Linked DNA regions of Mus musculus: all the other regions are linked to region 2. Evidence: chromatin contacts called from public Hi-C and Micro-C data. All regions are on one chromosome and are shown on one strand. The core of a region is the stretch at or near the end of the contact, and the rest is flanking DNA. Distances in the headings are between cores, read along the strand shown.

Region 1 (3,844 bases), core at 468-2,967, 340 kb after region 2:
AAACCAGAAGAGGGTGTCAGATTCATGGAATAGGAGTTATAGGCAGTTGTGAACCACCATGTTGGTACTAGGAATTGAACCCAGGTCCTCTGGAAAAGTGACCATTGTAAGGCTGAGCCATCTCTCCAATAATTTTGTATTTGTCGTTAAAATACACACACATGCACACAAAATACATACATTGTTTGTATGTGTGCATCTGTGTGTGAGTGTGGGCCCTGTGCCACAGTGCTTACATGGTCAGAGGACAGCTTCAGGACAGCCTCACTTTCACTGTGGCTCTTGCCTTTGCCTTGGTAAGGACAGGTGCTCATTGGTTGTTCTCTACAGTGTTCGCCAGGCCAGCTGTTCCTGTCTCTGCCTCCCATCTACCCATAGGAATATAGTCTAGGGTCTGGCAGTTACAGGAATCCTGGTTTTGAGCTTGGGCCTTCATATTTGAGCATACATTTACCCACTGAGCCATCTGCCCAGCTCACATATTTTTAATATCTATATTCCATTGTGCTTTTTACTCTTACTATTTAGATCATTTCATTTTTCTCCTTTTAATTGTCATGCTTTTTTCCAGATTATTTATTCCTTCTACTTTAAATTCAAGTGTAGATCAAAGAAGTTACTGAGTCAAATGCTCAATCAGCCTTGCAGCTCATGCATCCTTAGAGTAGCTCTCAGGGCCACTGCCCTGCGATCTGCCCGCATTCATTTTTAATCTCTTATAGGATATTTAGGATATAAGAGTTCCTTCGGGGTATATTAGTCGCTGTGGATGTGAAGCTCAGTGGTAGTACACTTCTAACATGTACAGGGTCCTGGGTTCAGAGCTAGCCTTGCTGATAGCCTTGGTTTTTAAAAATAGTATTTTATTGTTTGTGAGGCAAGATCTCACTATGTTGCCCAGGCTGACCTGAACAGGAGTTCAGTTCACTGGGCTCAAGAGATCCTCCTCTTTAGCCTAACCACTTATATTGTTTTATATGAGGAATTTTATTTTAATGATTTCCTGGTATGTAATCTGTATATTGGTTTTTTAAATAAATTACCCTGAATTTTTTTTTAAGTTTTTGTTTGTTTGTTTGTTTTTTTAGGTTTTTTTTTTTTAGTTTTTCGAGACAGGGTTTCTCTGTATAGCCCTGGCTGTCCTGAAACTCACTTTGTAGACCAGGCTGGCCTTGAACTCAGAAATCCGCCTGCCTCTGCCTCCCAAGTGCTGGGATCAAAGGCATACGTACGCCACCGCCACCGCCTGGCTAACCCTGAAATTTTTATAAATTGTTTGTATATACTTAGATCTTTTAGAAAAGTTCAGATATTAGTCTTTAATAAATGACTTTTAAAATGTTTATCCTACTCTAGTGTCTTTCCTGGTAGAGGGCTTTATTTATTTATTTTTGTATTTTCTTTAAATTTTTAAATTTATGTGTATTTTGGGAATGAAGCATGTGCAGGTCCCCACAGAAGATAAGAAGTGGACTCTGGGTTCCCTGAAACTAGAGTTACAGACAGTTGTGAGCCCACGTGGGTGCTGGGAGTTGAAGTCTCATCCCCTGGAAGAACCCGGAACCCATTAAATTGTCATTTCTCTGTTCTCTTCTTAGAGCCCTGGCAACCATCAGTCTGCTCTTCCAGTTGTTTCATAAAATATGTGGCCTTAGACCAAATGTGGTTGTACACTCCGATGAGCTCAGCATCTGAGGGTAAAGGCAGGAGGGTGCAAGGTTCAAGCTGCCCTGTAGTTCCAGGCGTCTTAAAGGCTTTAGCTCTGAGAGTGGTATAGAGTGTATTACTGGTTTGGTTTTTTTGTTTGTTTGTTTTTTGTGTATTACTGTTTTATTCCTTTATAATCAGTGTATGGATGCATTTGTTTATTCAACTATTGGTGGGCACTTGACTTCTCCTTTTTGAGTATTTTAAGGAGTACTGCCATGAAGATTCATGCACAGATTTCTTGCTAACACCTGTCTAAAGCTTTTTGAATATGTACCTAGATGTGGAATTGCTGAGTCACATAATAATTCTATGTTTAGCTTTTTGAGGAACTGCCAGGCTGTTTTCCATAACAGCTGCACCATTTTATTAATACATTCCTTCCCAAAATATGGAAGAGTTCCAAGGCAGGGGATATGACTCAGTTGGTAGAATGCTTGCCTAGCATGCAGGAATCCCTGTCCTGTCTTTGAGTACCAGCACTACATAAAAACAGACATATTTGTAATCTCAGCTTCCATAGTGAGTTTGAGGCCAGCCTCGGCTACATTGAGTTCCTGTCTTGTTTTGTTTTGTTTTGTTTGTTTGTTTGTTTGTTTGTTTTTTAATGTTGCAGCTTCTCCGCCCTGCCTGCAATGCTTACTTTTTTCCATCCACTGGCTTTATCCCTTTGTGCTGCCAACCTACTGGATGTAATGGGGTATTTCATTTCTCATTCTCTGTGTTTTTCAGTCCTGGGGGTCAGACCCAGGCCTTGCACTGGCATCCTAGGCTTCTTCAGTCCTTTTGGTTTTGATTTGTGTCTCTAAAGACTAAGCTCCTTTTGGTGTTCTATTTGGATATACTCTGGGAGAAATGTCCATTTAAAAAGTCCTTAGCCCAGTTTTAAAATTGGATTTGTTGTTGTAAGAGTTTTTATATTGGGGATACTATATCTATTATTTTTCTGTGTTTATTGGATGCAAGAGCCACTGTGTATGTGTGTGTCTCTGTGTCTGTGTGTTTTGAGACAGGGTTTCTTTATATAGTCCTCACTGTCCTGCTGGAACTTATTCTGCAGATCAGGCTGGCCTTGAACTCAGAGATTCACTTTTGTCTGCCTTCTGAGTGCTGGGATTAAAGGCATGGGCTACCACCATATAGCATTTTTCTGATTTCTATGGGCTGCTTTCTTACTATCCCTCCAGTTTCAAACCCTAGCATCACAAAAGGGGGTGGGGGGAGAGACTCCATTGAATGTTCTTAGCATTCTTACCAAAAATCAATTGACCGCTAATGTATAGGTTTAATTCTGGATTATGAATTATGTTCTGTAGTATGCATGTCTGTCCTTAATGTCAAGATCAGACTGTTATGATTATCATAATCCATCAAAGTAGTTTAGAGACTGTGACTTGAGAATCATTCAGCAGTGTTTTTGTTCCTTAGAACAAAAACAAAAAAACAAAATAAAACAAACCTCCCAAACAAACAGTAACAGCAACAAAATGAAGAAGTGTACTTCTCCAAACAAAAGCATAAAATCCTTTTGCTGTTATTTCAGCTATTCACAATCCATTGCAGTTCTGTGAGGTTGTTTTTAAAGGATCTGTTCTGCTCTAAAGGCAGTTGGTTATCTCAGTGTGTGTGTGTGTGTGTGTGTGTGTGTGTGTGTGTGTGTGTGTGTGTGTGTGTGTGTGTTAGGGAGTATATGTATATACATGTTTGTTTGTGCACACGTGTGTAGAGGTCAGAGATTAATGTCTTCTGTAATTGTTCTCCCTTATTTTCTGAGACCAGGTCTCTCACTGAACCTGGAGCACTCCTGTGGCACAACTGGATGACCAGTTAACTCACCCCAGGCCCTATCCCCACTCCTCGGCATGGTCTAGGAATGTGTCTCCTTGCCCAGTTTTTCTGTTTCTTTTTAATTTGAGTTCTAGGGATCACTTTGGGTTCTTGTGGTTATGCAACAAGCATCTTTCCTGGTGAACTGTATTCCTAGCCCCAGCAGTGAATTGCATTGACTGTTGACCCTATCTGAGAATATTGCCATCTTCACAGTAATCATGCCTTTTCATTTATTTACATCATCTTTAATTTCTTTCAGCAGTGTTTGTATACAAATTTTGTGCTACCTCTGTTTAAATTATCCCTA
Region 2 (4,272 bases), core at 99-2,598:
GGCTCTGAGGGGCTCTGGCTCTGAGGAGCTCTGGTTCTGAGGGGGCTCTGGCTCTGAGGGGCTCTGAGGGGGCTCCGACTCTGAGGGGCTCCGGCTCTGAGGGGGCTCCGGCTCTGAGAGGGCTTCGACTCTGAGGGGGCTCTGGCTCTGAGGGGCTCTGGCTCTGAGGGGGCTCTGGCTCTGGGGGGCTCCGATTCTGAAGGGGCTCTGACTCTGAGGGGGCCGTTCCAGGACCAGTCCAGGACATGTCGCAGCTGGACTCAGTGCTTTCCTCTGCAATTATGGTACCTTCCAAGTTATCCAAGGGCTAGGTATGGCAGTGGTAGATGTCTGTAGTCCCGAGTACTGGGAAGTCTGAGGCAGGAGAATCAATCACTTGAGCCCAGAAATTCAAATCTAGCCTGGACAACATTGTGAGGTTATAATTCAAAAGCAAAAAAACAAAACAAAAACCAAGAACCAAAAACACAGCCAAATTCCAAATCCTTTGGATATTTCTCTTATTTAACAAAAGAAATAGCTTTCCTTCAGGGAAGAGTGACCTCGAACCTTGAGGTCATTTACTTTGATTTTATTTGAAAAGCTTCAAGGGGAAAATGTTGATGTTGGCCACCAATACTTTTTTTGAAAAAAAAAAATTCAATATAATTATCAGGGTGGACCCAAGGAAATGACTTTGTTAAAAAAGTTTAACATGGCAACCAGAACAGGCCAGGCTTCCTTTCAAAAAGAAAGGGGGACTCTCTGGGTGCCTCATGATGCACGAGCTCTTTCTGCACTCCCCATTTGACTGGTACAGGAATGGCCCCCCTCAGAGTCAGTGCCCTCGAGGGGTTCACTTTCCCATCTTAGCACAGGTCTGACACTTCTCCTGCCAGCAAGCTCTTTGCAAATTCTCCATTAGTTGCTTCTGAGAGTTCCCTGACTCATAATCAGGGGTTCACGGTTTTTTTTTAATGGAAACTTCATGGTCTTATGTCCAAAACAATCCTGTGGTTAATGACAGTTTTAGGCAGGAGGACTAAGAAAATTCTGAGGTGGCTCTTGAGTGCTCTCAGCGTTTTGTGAGAGAAGGGCCTGGCGGATGCCCCACACTTTCTTGACACATTACCACAGCTGGTCTGGAAACCAGCAGCCAGAGGCTCAGCTCTTTCTTGTCAGCTTTGAGAAATAGCTTCTCACTTGAGAACACTTGAAACATTGAACACTCTCAGCAGAGAGTTCCCATCATGCCTCAGACTTCGGTGAGTTGTGTGTGGGGGGTGAGGGGGTGGGGGTGGGAGCAGGTGATTCCTGATTACTTCCCGGCATCCCAGAAACATTAGCATGCAGGGTACAGCGCAAGCCTGCAAAGGTCCAGATGACTCAGGGGCTAGCCACGAGGCCTTGGCTGCGGCAGGGCACTGGGCTTTTGGCTCTGGATGGCGCAGGCAAAATCCTTTAACTCAAACACTGCTTCAAGTTAGAAGCTGTTTTGATCTAAGAAGTCGTCATCTGTGGTAAATGGAATAATGTAATCAGGACTTAGCATGAAAAGCAAATGTATTCTGTCCAAAGTCATTACCTTGAAGGATATAGGCCGCTAACAAGGCGGCATCCGATGTTTTACAGAGAAGACGGCCGTGGTAGAGATCCCTTTTGATCTGAAGGAAGACTAAGTACCTGCGGAGACAACAGAGAACGAACTAGAAAGGATTGCTTTCGTTGCTTTAAAGACACAAATATGTAGTATAAGCCTATCAAAATCCTTGTCGGGAAATTTTTCCTACATTAAATTTTTTTTCATACCACAAAACAAATACATTTTCCATTTCCTCCCAGGCTCTCGGATACTTTGCTCTGCACTGTTAATTGTTTAAGGTTCAGATCAAAAACTTACTTGTATGGCTCAACATAGACATATCACTTCCTGGAATAAACATTCCCCAAGCCCCCATTCCACACTGCCTCCACAGTGCTGGGATCTGGAGGGAGCCAGCCCCTGGTGGTCTGTTACAACCAGAAAAAAACTGTGCTGTCAGAGATGGGGAAATGGGCCTGTCTCGGCCTCTAGAGTGGAATACTGGGTGAAGGAAGAGATCAGGCGGGGTTTTCGGTAGATGTCCCCCTGCAGATTATTGACAGAGGTCAATCAGATCTCTCCAAATGCAAATAAAAAGTGAGATGTGAGGGGCTGCTGAGATGGCTTGGCGGTTAAGAACATCTACGGCTTATGACACTTGGTTCCCAGCAACCCTGTTGGGTAGCTTTCAACCTGTTGATAACTCCAGTTCCAGAGTATCTGACATCGTGGCGCCCTTATCTAGACACACACACACACACACACACACACACACACACACACACACACACACACACACACACACACTTTAAGATAAAGCAATTAGGGCTGGCGAGATGGCTCAGTGGTTAAGAGCACTGACTGCTCTTCCGAAGGTCCCGAGTTCAAATCCCAGCAACCACATGGTGGCTCACAACCATCTGTAACGAAATCTGATGCCCTCTTCTGGAGTGTGTGAAGACAGCTACTGTGTACTTACATATAATCAATAAATAAATCTTTAAAAAAAAGATAAAGCAATTAATTAAAACTGTGAGGAGTGGTACACATGTAAGGGCATAAAAGCAGGAGCTGTGGCTAACATCTCCTTAAGCACGGAATGTACACGTGAGGTAGAGGCAGGGTATCAGGAAGAGGAGCCTGTCCCTACCCCAGTTCCTCTCTGGAAGGGCAGATGCTGCATGACTCACATCTAATGTCTCATTTACTTCTTTGTTTTGTTTTGTTTTTAAGATTTATTTATTTTATATATCCAAGTATACTGTAGCTGTCTTCAGACACACCAGAAGAAGGTGTCAGATCTCATTACAGATGGTTATGAGCCACCATGTGGTTGCTGGGAATTGAACTCAGGACCTCTGGAAGAGCAGTCCATTCTCTTAACCATTAAGCCAGCCCCTCATTTAATTCTTACCCAGCACTTTGAAAAGGATGCTATTACAACCTCCACTTTGTCCAGATAAAGCTGAGGCTTTAATGGTTTTCTCACAGACACACAACTAAATGGCAAAGGCCAGATCCAAATCCATGACGTCGGGACTCCTGACCCTGGCTCTTTAATACTGCATCATACTGCCCTCTGAGACTGTAACTGCTCTGTAGATTCTCAAATGGTTGGGCAGCCCCTGGCCCACTGGGATGGTTTGGAAGTGTCTTTACCAAGAGCGTGCTGACCCGATGACCACATTCTCACAAGTCTCCCAACAAGAGCAGACACAAGGCTACAAGGTACAGTCCTTGAGTGGGTCCCCGTGGCCAGGAGAACCCCGTGGAAGATTAAAAATAAAACCTTGGGTCTTTTACACACCTGTTTCATGAAATAGTGCTTAATTCTCACCTATTGAGTAAGTGAGGGCCTTAGTGACTTGCTGTTAGTGACAGAACAAAATGGAAGTGATTGACTCGTCATGGAGTCAACACAGCTGCTTTGTTCTTTCTCTTGAGAATGCTTACGCTGCCCTACAGAAAGGCCCTTGGTGAAGAGCAGATGCTTTCGGCCAACAGTCACCTGGAGGCCTTCAGATGAGTAAAGTCCCAGCCACTTCATGACTGATCCTGAACCAGAAGCTACCAGCTAAATCACCCCTGGACTCTCAACCCATACAAGTTCTGAAATGGCCAGTTACCCTAAGCTATGGTTGATGGACTTTGTTAGACAGCCACATATGACCTTAGCACTCCTGGGAGGCAAGGATTAATGGAACTATGGTGCACCCCTTAAGTTCCACTGACTTCCATCAGCAGAAGTTAGGGTCTCATTGGATAATTGGTTTCCTTTGTTTTATATTCAGCCTGAACTATGTGCCCAGTTAGTCATGTAAAAATGCCCAAAGAGAACCATCCACAGTGCAACTTTTGGAGGAGGTAGAGAGTGAGCTCTGGGCACCAAGAATGGAAACTCTGTCAAGATCAAGGAGCCATCTAAGGCCCTCTTGCTACTTGAAGTACAGCTCCCACCAGCAATGCTGACATTATTTGGAGCCTACACCTTACACCAAGCTCCTCATGTGACTTGTACATAAGAGGCGGAATCCGAAGAAATGCACAAGTATCCCTGTAACCAAATATCCCCGTGACCATGTCAATATGTGGTCCCTTCCCCAAACCAAAAGAAAGGGAAGGAGCTCTTCCCGGGAGTTCATAAGGGCCCTTCCTCTCCTTTACCAAACCCACTTGGCCCAAATGTTCGAGAAGAAAAACTGGTGTCATGC
Region 3 (4,156 bases), core at 496-2,995, 260 kb after region 2:
ATGGGTATCAGTTTCTAGACCAGTGATTTTCAACCTTTCTAATACTCTGGCCTTTTACTACAGTTCTGTGGTTCTGCCCTGGGCTTCCTCCCTCAGGGTGTCCAGGCGCTGCTGCTGCACAATGGGAAGGAAAGGATGAAGCCGAGCGGGGGTGGGGGTAGGGGGGTGGATGAATGAATGGGCAGGATCTTGGTCCACCTGTGCAGAATGGCGAGCATTCTCTGAGGATTTCAGTGTTACAACTCTCTCAGACAACATTCATGTGCATGTATTTTACTTGGGGTGAACAAGGACTATATGAACCTTGGAGAGTGGGAAGGGATTTTTGGTGAACATACACTGACTGAGGCTTAAGGTACTGGGAATGCCTTATTTGCATGGAGAGGCACCCCAGGTGCTTGCCAGGCAGGTTCTTATTGGGAGAAAGGGAGTTGAACCTGCAATTTTGCCAAGGACTACTTGGCACTCCTCAAGTAGAAGATGTGGGGGTTGGGCTCCCCAGATAAGGTCAGATGGAGAAGAGGGAGCCCTACTAGAAAAAGAAGACCCCTGGGCTGGAGAGATGGCTCAGTGGTTAAGAGCACTGACTGCTCTTCCAGAGGTCCTGAGTTCAGTTCCCAGCAGCCACATGTGGCTCATAACCATCTGTAATGGGATCTGATGCCCTCTTCTGGTGTGTCTGAAGAGAGCTACAGTGTAGTCATATAAAATAAATAACTAAATCTTAAAACAAAAAAGAAGTCCTCCATTTTGCACCTAGCCCAGGGAACTGCACAGTCATGGTCCACTATGACCTTAGTAGTAACAGGGTTTTCCAAAATAGTTCCTCGTGGTGTGGTGGCCCCCCAACCCTAAAATTATTTTCATTGCTATTCATAACTGTAATCTTTCTACTGTTATGAATCATAACATAAATATCTGTTTTTTCCTACGGTCTTAGGCAACCCCTGTGAAGGGTCATTTCACCTCCGAAAGGGTTGTGACCCACAGGTTGAGAGCAACTGTTCTAGTCATTAGTGAACAGTCTAAAGAATCGGCAATCTTCTCACGTGTGTGCACTGTGATTTTAAGAGACATAATATCAGTGGCTAAGAGCAGTATTGCTCTGCAGAGGTCCTGAGTTCATATTCTGATACCTATATCAGCTGATTCACAACTTCCTCCTACTGAGGCTCCAACTGGCTTCTGAGAAAACCTGCACTCATGTGCATGAGTGTACACTTATACAGACGTGTTGTGTGTGTGCAGGTGACTTTGGAAGCTAGAAGACAGAGTTGGGTCCTCTGAAGCTGGAATTTTCTGATGTGTGTGCTGGGAACCAAACTCCAGTTTGTTGCAAGAGAAGCATACACTCTTAACCACTAAGCCATCTATCTCTCCAGCCCAGAATTTTTGTTTTGTTTAAAGAAATAAGTCAGGAAAGGAACTTTAAGACATAGAATAAATTTAAAGAAAAATAAGTATTTTAGCATAAATTGATATGACTCAAAATATTCAATATGATTTTTTTAGATTCTTGTGTTAATTTATTACAAAAACTGTGTTGAGGAACTAGGAAGATGACTTAGACACACCACACACACACACACACACACACACACATATATGCATGGACATGGACATATGTGGGAGATCCAATCATGGTCTCACAGCTCCTCCAGGAAAGGACAATATGGAAAGGGAAGGCCTTTGCTGCCTGCCCTGCATCTACCACACCAGTGGTAGAACACGTGCTGAGCATGCACCAGGTCAGGTCCAGGACCACAATCAATCAAACAAGATCCTATAGGAAGAAAGGGAGGAGGGGGGAAGGAAATGAAAGGAAGAGGGGAAAAAGAAAAGGAAAAAGGAGGAGAGAGAAAGCAGACATTCTTTAGCAGGGGACCAGTTTGTTGTGACTATGTGACAGACGGATACACATTTTCACAAAGCCAGGCCTCAGGTCTTTCAGGACTTCCAGGGAGACAGGTGATGGATGGGTCTCAGGGTTGCTCATCCCACTGCTTCCATGACTCTGTCCTTGACCTGTTTCCTAAAGTCTCTCTCCATAGACACAGCTCTGCGGTCCTGTTTCCCTTCATGAGTTAGGCGTCTGGCTTTGGCCTGGCATTTCAATACCAGGAACTGATTGTGACGCCAGGATGACAGCTTAAATCTTCATCTGTGACCCCAACAATCAAGGACAGCGAGGGCCTTGGGGAGAGGTTGCCGAGGAATGAGCAATGCTGCCATCTTGTGGAAGACAGGAGTTAAGTTCTTTGAGGAGGTCATGGCTAACAATGACTAACAAAAAATGGCTAAAAAAAAAAAAAAAAAAAGAACTTCAAGGAGTAAGGATTGCAGTAGGGCCCTGAAATTTACTTATCATGTAACTTGTGTGGTTTGACTTTCTGTAACTTTTAAGAGTGGATCTCATTTTAAATAAGTTTATTCCACTAATAAATTAAATCTGAAAGAGAACACCCCCCACACACTCAAGGTATTTAAGACATCTGATTATATTAACATTTGTCATGGCTCTCTACCAGGAACTAGCTGAATAATTTTCATAATTCAAATTTGTTTTCTTGTAGGTAAAATGTGGGCTATGATGATACTTAAATGGTAATTCTTCCTCTATTATCTTTCTATTGAATTTACCAAACCTTTATCGGCTATAGGAACTCTCATTCATCTCTTATATAGATAACCACACAACAGAAAGTAAATGGGGAGCTTTAGTCAGTGAAGTGAGGCAGGGTTGCAGAGCATAGTGGTGTCCTCCGGACACAACAGGACAGATGCAGTCATGAACTCACAGTGGCTGTTCTTGCCTGCACAAAAGTTGGGGAAATGGATTAGTGATTAAGGGCCCTTATTACTTTCCCAGAAGCCCATGTCGATTCTCAGCACATGGTGGCTCTCAGATATAAGTCCAGTTCCAGGAGATGAATAGCCTCTCTGACATCTGTGGTGGCATCAGGCACACACATGGTCCAGACAACAGGCAACAAACACATAAAATTAAAAACTAAATAAACCCAATTTTCAAAAATGTTAAAGATCTACACTGTAGCAATATCCAATTAAATCTACTCAAATTGATCCTGGAGGGCTTTTCTTGCTAACCACTCCAATGTTCTGGGTTCCAGAATGAAAGACACATATACAGAGCCTATATACATATACATATATATTTTTGTTTTGGTTTGGTTTTTTGTTTTTGTTTTGTTTTTGTTTTTGTTTTTTTGAGACAGGGTTTCTCTGTGTAGCCCCTGGCTGTCCTGGATCTCACTCTGTAGACCAGGCTGGTCTTGAAGTCAGAAATCCGCCTGCCTCTGCCTCCCAAGTGCTGGGATTAAAGGTGTGCGCCACCACCGCCGGGCTTATATTTTTATATGCCTTAAACAGCTCAATGACTGGGCTACTTCCTAACCTCCATGTGCCTAATCCACCACCCCCCATATTCTCAAGTTATTACTTGCTGCAGGATTTTCCCTGTCCAATTACATTAGTGCAGAATGGGGTCTGTGATTGGACAGGGAAAAGGGAGGCGGGGCTAAGAGTTGGGGAGAGAGAGAGAGAGAGAGAGAGAGAGAGAGAGAGAGAGAGAGAGAGAGAGAGAGAGAGAGAGAGAGAGAGAGAGAGAAAAGAAGAAGGAGGAGGAGGAGGAGGAGAGGAGGGGGAGAGGGAAGAGAGAGAGAGAAAGAAGAGGAGGAGGAGGGGGGAAGAGGGGAGAGAGAGAGAGAGAGAGAGCATCTCAGGATAGAAGGTGGAGGAGGAGGAGGAAGATGATGGCTGGGGATGTGAACCCATGTGGCATTTACCAGCCACAAATAGTTGTGGTATCGTACGGTTAGATTAATTGGAATAAAGCTTCTATCATCAATTGGCTCTGAAATTATTGTATTGGCATCTTGTAAATTGTAATATTATTGATACATAAATCTGATTGGTTAATTAAGCTTTAAGTGTCTTGATTCTACCAGTTACTGGGTATTGTGATAAGCAGCCTCGAGGTTGGCGGTTCCATTTAGTTACTGGAATGTGGGATCGCCGACTACATGGGTTTATGGCTGAGGAAGAACTAGGGATGCCAGGGACAAGCGAACAAGAGCTGAGAACACAGCTATCAGGCACAGTGGAGGCTAGCTGGAGAGAGTTGCCAGCAGTGGCA

What was found. A called contact is a pair of places that touch in the nucleus more often than the background predicts.
Region 1: a contact with region 2 is called in a Micro-C map of muscle stem cells, with 5 times the contacts expected there. The contact joins two enhancer-like sites. A contact is called at or near these places in 1 of 15 datasets of contacts at CTCF or cohesin (the NIH/3T3 cell line), 20 of 484 Hi-C or Micro-C datasets (the HPC-7 cell line, cerebellar granule neurons, cerebellum and 12 more), 2 of 115 datasets of contacts at active chromatin or transcription factors (astrocytes and embryonic stem cells) and 1 of 9 other capture datasets (embryonic stem cells).
Region 3: a contact with region 2 is called in a Hi-C map of the STO cell line, with 5 times the contacts expected there. The contact joins two enhancer-like sites. A contact is called at or near these places in 7 of 39 promoter capture datasets (the 3T3-L1 cell line, the HPC-7 cell line, HPC-7-derived erythroid cells and 2 more), 9 of 15 datasets of contacts at CTCF or cohesin (the G1E-ER4 cell line, the NIH/3T3 cell line, embryonic stem cells and 4 more), 244 of 484 Hi-C or Micro-C datasets (the 3T3-L1 cell line, 3T3-L1-derived adipocytes, the AML12 cell line and 124 more), 31 of 115 datasets of contacts at active chromatin or transcription factors (the NIH/3T3 cell line, PVALB interneurons, SST interneurons and 18 more) and 5 of 9 other capture datasets (adipose tissue, embryonic stem cells, embryonic tail and 2 more).

The regions. Positions count from the first base shown.
Region 1 is chr2:121,914,719-121,918,562 of GRCm38.p6, forward strand. All of the region lies in intron 8 of Golm2 (golgi membrane protein 2), which reads left to right. Among named protein-coding and RNA genes, the nearest start is that of Gm39916, 27 kb to the right of the region's middle. Within about 2 kb of position 1,718, at least 20 of the 459 cell types and tissues checked have an H3K27ac peak or open chromatin away from gene starts, as enhancers often do. A contact at or near this core is called in the NIH/3T3 cell line and muscle stem cells, where this site is marked.
Region 2 is chr2:121,574,758-121,579,029 of GRCm38.p6, forward strand. Frmd5 (FERM domain containing 5) reads right to left here. Exons shown (of 14, transcript NM_001360084.1): 5 at 1,565-1,662. Among named protein-coding and RNA genes, the nearest start is that of Wdr76, 70 kb to the left of the region's middle. Within about 2 kb of position 1,349, at least 28 of the 459 cell types and tissues checked have an H3K27ac peak or open chromatin away from gene starts, as enhancers often do. A contact at or near this core is called in the NIH/3T3 cell line, the STO cell line, granulosa cells and 2 more, where this site is marked.
Region 3 is chr2:121,830,541-121,834,696 of GRCm38.p6, forward strand. No RefSeq gene overlaps it. Among named protein-coding and RNA genes, the nearest start is that of Frmd5, 26 kb to the left of the region's middle. Within about 2 kb of position 1,746, at least 16 of the 459 cell types and tissues checked have an H3K27ac peak or open chromatin away from gene starts, as enhancers often do. A contact at or near this core is called in the STO cell line, granulosa cells and stem cell-derived motor neurons, where this site is marked.